Linked DNA regions of Drosophila melanogaster: region 1 is linked to region 2. Evidence: chromatin contacts called from public Hi-C data. All regions are on one chromosome and are shown on one strand. The core of a region is the stretch at or near the end of the contact, and the rest is flanking DNA. Distances in the headings are between cores, read along the strand shown.

The links. A called contact is a pair of places that touch in the nucleus more often than the background predicts.
Region 1: a contact with region 2 is called in a Hi-C map of the Kc167 cell line, with 2.2 times the contacts expected there. The contact joins the promoter of Rchy1 here to the promoter of Fic in region 2. A contact is called at or near these places in 16 of 107 Hi-C or Micro-C datasets (the Clone 8 cell line, the Kc167 cell line, the ML-DmBG3-c2 cell line and 4 more) and 4 of 6 datasets of contacts at active chromatin or transcription factors (the Kc167 cell line and the S2 cell line).

What each region holds. Positions count from the first base shown.
Region 1 is chr2L:6,464,188-6,467,014 of dm6, reverse strand. It overlaps Rchy1 (Ring finger and CHY zinc finger domain containing 1), which reads left to right and starts at 1,346. Exons shown (of 6, transcript NM_135186.2): 1 at 1,346-1,486. HemK1 (HemK methyltransferase 1) reads left to right here. Exons shown (of 3, transcript NM_135187.4): 2 at 1-196; 3 at 251-798. The coding sequence ends at 491.
Region 2 is chr2L:6,422,989-6,425,879 of dm6, reverse strand. Fic (Fic domain-containing protein) reads right to left here and starts at 1,544. Exons shown (of 3, transcript NM_135182.2): 1 at 474-1,544; 2 at 211-414; 3 at 1-151. The coding sequence starts at 1,354. Tig (Tiggrin) reads left to right here and starts at 2,570. Exons shown (of 6, transcript NM_001298741.1): 1 at 2,570-2,752.

The DNA.
Region 1 (2,827 bases), core at 97-2,596, 41 kb before region 2:
AGGCGGCAACCGTTCTGGCTGCGGAGAATGCCAAAATGCTGGGGCTGCTGAATCGATTTGAGGTACACAACCACACCATGGAGGAGGACAAGTACCTGCCGGAGGCGCTGAAGGACAAGAAGTACGATTTGATCATCTCCAATCCTCCGTATGTGAAAACTGAGGAGTTTCAGTTTCTGCATCCCGAAGTCGTGGTGTAAGTGATGTTATACCAGATGGATGCAGTGCACTAACTATCTTATATCCCCAGGTATGAGAACCTTAATGCCCTGGACGGTGGGTCCGATGGATTGAGGGTGGCTCGACTGGTTTTCGACTTGGCTTGTCGGCACCTGCGTCCCGGTGGCAAGCTCTGGCTGGAACTGGGCAACGACCACCCGCCGATGGTGAAGACCATTATGAATCTGAAGTACGAGGGCCGGCTCAAGTTCATCGCCGGCTACAGTGACCAGTATCAGCGCGAGAGATTCGTTCAGATCGAGAAGGTCTAGGCGAGATTGCGCCATAGACAGGACGGAATGCTATGACTTTGACAATGCAATTAGCTATAACGTTGCCCATGCATTTAGCTGTGATTTGATTTAAGACCAGACATACCTGCACGCTGCCCAGAGACTCACACCTATATAAACAGAATATATAGCGCTATTAATCCTTAAGTTTCGTCTCTGAATCTTTTAGCAACAACCGCAGGCGGTATTACTTCACAAATATACCTGTATAAATTGCACAATGCAATTAGCTGTTTGATTTATGACCATATTATTATCAGTATACAAAAACCACAACGACTTTTACCTAAGGCTTTCTACTGCATTTTTGATCCTATAATAATGGATTAACATGATTTTAAAGATCAATAGGTTAAAAGTATAATGCACCTATAATAACTGGTCACTGATTTAAACTATGGCGATTATGATTTATAACCAGAGGCTTGCTGCCATAAATTGGAGGGTGTTAATGATCATCGCGGATCGAGTATAATGCTGTTTAATCAAACTGATGTATTCTATATCTGCGATAAGCAAAATGCTAACCATATTTTTGGCCTGAAAGATGTGTATCCTGTCAATATATAGAATCAGAATATTTCTATGCAAATTAGAAAGTTTTTGCTTAAAGTTACCACTTTAATGCTTATAGGTGTACTGATTATGAAAACAAGGACACATGTCCACAAGGATTACCATAATTATGAACCCGAGTGCATAAATCCCCCGACTTCGCATCTGAATCTTGTTGTAACCGCTCCGCTGGAGAGCTTTAAGCTCCGGAGCGGATAAAAGCTCCGACAGAGTGGCTCGGAGCAACAAGTGGCTAACTTCCGTTGCCAGTTGGAAGTCGAAACTCGCGCCGGACGAGTCTGCGGAATCCGGGTGCGCGAGTGGAACGCGGATTTAGATTGTCGTAGCTCTTTAATTCAATTGACGATTTCGAGCTGCGATCTCCTTCGTTCGGCTGGTGTGTGTTGTTTCACTTTCAAGTACGCATACATATGTGTAGTATAATTAACAAATGGCTAAATCATAATTAAAGTCGGAGTTTCAGTGGATATCACAATGAGCGCTTGATGAAAGTCAAGAAGAGGGAACTTAAAAAGCGCCGAAACAAAACAAAAACGAGAAACACGTTAAACGAGAAATTGATTTTAAAAATTCTACATAAATTTGACCATATAGATTTGGGTAAATGAATGAATGTGCATATATATGTACATGTATATATATATACATACGCCCAAACTGCGATTTGAAGGCGGTTTGAATGTGGATTGGAAACTTTTAGAAACCAATTAGCCAGATCGTGACATTACTTAATGCATTTATCCGCCCGATCGACGCGTGCAAGTGTGTGCCTGTGTGCGTGAGTGCGTGCGTGCGTAAACATGAATACCGAATTGAATCGAGTTCAAACTTGCGTTCTTTTCGCCGACTGGTTTTCCGGCGAGGCTGGCTTAATCGCCTTGCGTTTGTAATTTTAGCACACTTTCAATATTTATTGTCGGTCCCTGCTCCCCGGCGCAGAAAATGCGAATAACAATCTGAGCAAACAAGATTCGGCAACGAATTTGCAGCTTGCCGCGCTGTGCAAATAAAAGTATATATAAAAGTATGTACATATATACATTTATATATAGCTGGTAATGCCTCCTTTGGCAGCATCAATATGTGCACCTGCTACGTGCAACACCGACTTGCAGCAACAGCCAACCGATGAGCGAAAGTCGCACGCCGATTGTGTTAACAAGTGTGTGGCTGGCTGCTCCCTGCCCGCATTTTAATTCATCATCCGCACCGTGTGCCAAGGCACTGCGATTCCCAATCCGTGGAGCTGTGAACGTTTTTGGCGACCTGCAGGCTAAGCAAGCGATTTATATGCTGCCGCTCACATGGCACAAGGTCCCATCCAAAAACAGCAGCGGCCAAGATAGTAGTTCATATGCACATATTTGGGTTCTTAACAGGTTAATTGTCATTTTATAATGATATGGGTTTAATAGGTTTCCATATCTGATCCAAAACTATACAGAAATGGAAGAAAGTCATCATAGGTGATCTTTTATTTGATAATTTCTTACATAAAGTTACTACTTCTTGTTCCCCATTGTACGTTGTGTACAGTGCGCGACGGCTAAGAAAACGGAGTGAAAATCAAGATAGTCGTTATCTAGTTTAGATGGCCTTTCGCAGTCGGGGACTGGGAAACATTGAAATGCAAATACGCCGCCTCGGTAGTTTCATTTGTGTGTCAAAAATTGTGTGGGGGTGTGGGGGGTTAACCCGGCTTAGACTCTAATCTGATCGATCGGAGTGTGAGAAATGGC
Region 2 (2,891 bases), core at 295-2,794:
ATAGTACTTGCTACGCTGTTGCTTTGGAATTATCACTGGTGGGTAGCCTGCTCGCATCAACAGCGTGTTCATCAGCAGACGTGAGGTGCGTCCATTTCCATCGACGAATGGGTGAATATGGACCAACTTGTAGTGTGCAAGGGCTGCATAGCTGAAAGTAGGTAGTAAGCTTAAGGATTATTCCTTCTGGGCCAGCTGTTTAATACTCACTTGACAGGATGCAGTGTGCTACTGTGCTCCGAGTTTAGCCACCGTTCGAAACGCTGCATTAGCAGCGCGAGATCGCCGGGACCTGGCGGTATGTGACCTCCAACATACACCTGGTTACGTCGGAACTCGCCCCCTTCAATTGGGTCCACATGCCCCAGAACTCTGCGATGCAGCTCGAGGATGTCCTTAATAGTGATATCGATTCTGTGAACAATTCAGATAGATTGTTTCATACTGCCTAGCTATATCCAATTTCAACTTACTTTTGCACCAGACTAGCGTTTATGTACTTCATAGCCAGATCCATGCCCAAGATCTCGTTGTGCTCGTCAATGGATTTGCCGTCTACGGCCATGCGGGTCTCTAGGATAGACCTCGTCTGTGCCAGCGTCATGGTGTTGCCCTCAATGCCTACTGAGTGGTAAATGTGCTGGAAGTAGGCTTCTTTCTTTGCCCGTCGCAGGGCTCCGTTGGACTCGTGAATGGCGGAGAGGGCGTCTCGTTTGGAGTCCAGCGATTCCAGGCGGCGTTCGTCCAGACTCTGCACCACGTCTGCCGTGCGCTGACGGTTGGCTAGTGCCTCGGAGTTGCTCGGGCTGATGGTCAGAGCCTGAAAGTAGTACTGATCCGCCAGCACAATGTTGCGCTGGTTGTGCTCAAGGAACTCGCCGTAGCGCAGTAGGACTTCCGGGTGTCGGGGCGCTAGAGCGAGAGCATGTTCGAATAGACGCGCCGCCTTGTCATCCTTCCCCGCCAGGTACAAGTCCTGGGCCATTCGCAGTGCCCCCAGCGCCTCCTTGATGTTCGTCTGCTCCGCCTCCGTGTAGCTGGCGCCGACACTGTCGCTGACGCTCTTGTCGTAGAATTCTTTGAAGGCATTTAGCTCCTCCACGGAGTACAGTGCGAACTCGTCACGCGTCTGCAAGTAGTGGGCGGTCGGCAGATGATGGAGCTGCCGCAGTTTCCAGACCAGATTCGTTGAGCTTAGGGCATGAAACGTCCAGGCCGCCAGGCTGCCAGCGACGAAGATCAGTACAAAGCGATAGAGGCGGGCAGGCTTCGGATTTTGTGCCTTACAGAGAGGCGGATTCTCTTGATCTTGCTGCTGAGCAGGTGGACTCGGTTGTTCTGCTTCCGTGCCCATGGCCAATGCTTTAGGTTCCTTTGTGTTTCACGCGAATTTTGAATACTTGACACGCCAGGTACATGTTACGTTGAGTCCAAACGCTGGAAGACGTGTGGCCAAAATTATTGTTTATCTGCAATATTGCAGTCGTTGCGGTCTGACTTCTAGCACCACGTACTTGCTTCTTCTTCTTCTTTTCTACGTGTGACCGTTTCTGATATAAATCGCAACGACATCCACATGTTCCACAGCGGAACGGTGGACTTGGGAACATAGTGGATGTTATTTTGAATTCAAATTTTAAAACAAAAACCAATAAGTCTCGAAATTGTCTGCAATCTATCAAATTATAGAAATATGTTTAGTGTTTAAGACTCGCAAAAAGATATATTATTTTGTTTCACTTTCTAAGACAGATTATTATTAGCTTGTTCGCAATAATACAATATGTATTTAATACTCATTTAACTTCGCTCACAAATTAAAACGAAATATATTTGAAATGGGTGAATAATGCAAAATCGACATGAAAAGAGCTTATTAAAAAATGCCCTCTTGTTTTTTTTTTTCAACTATGATATGAAGTTCTGCAAAGCACAGTTGTACTTCTACCTCTCATTCGTAGAAACCATTCTTGTTCTTCGGCTGGGGAAGCCCACCAAATCCGTCAAGTCATTGCGGTCGAATTTCCAAACAATTCAATAAACAGTAACATTCTAATCAGCAGACAGAACGGATATATGGCAGATACCCGAGTCTTGCCGATTTGGACTGAAATAGAGCCTAAGGTCACCAGATTTGCATATTTCTACCTAACTGCCTTGAATCACTTGGAGTACCCAAATCCGTGTTCTCCCCTCGAGTCGTGTAAAGAGCACCTCATGAGATCACGCATTTGCTGGCTATTTCGATCTAATGCGATCGGATGCAGGCGAAATAAAAGTGCTCGGAGAGCAAATGACCGACCGACCGGCTCGTGAATCATGTGTATGTATGAGGTCATGGCGAGATTCATTCATTAATTCCACTCGACTTGAGCGATGACGTAGTAATCGATTCTTCTTCTGATATTAACCATTAATGTGGAACCGGTGGGTCCATACCCGTAGATTATGTCGTACCCGTGATGATAACCCGACTCATATGTTCTCGACTGCTGATAATGCTGCTCCGCATAACGCAGCCTCTCGCGCCAAGCGATCTTTCCATAAAAGCTTCGTGCTGGGAATTCAGCTGTCAGTTGCTGTTCGACAGCGCCACAGGGCGCAGCGGTTTCATCTCGACTCGGAAAGATTTCGGTAGTGCCAGTGATTGGGGTTCAACCCACATAGTGTCCTGAATCCCATCCAATCAATTGATAATTGTGTTAAGTACTCAAAGTGTTAATTGAGTTTCCGCTGAAAAGTGATAAGAACTGTAAGTCATTACAGCAGCATAATTTGTCTGTTTACTAGCGATACGTTCGTTAGTTCGGAATAGAAAGAACTTGGGAAAATATTTAAAAATAAATAGCGACAGCCTGCAGGGGCCCAAGAAATGTGTTCCAGAAATAAGC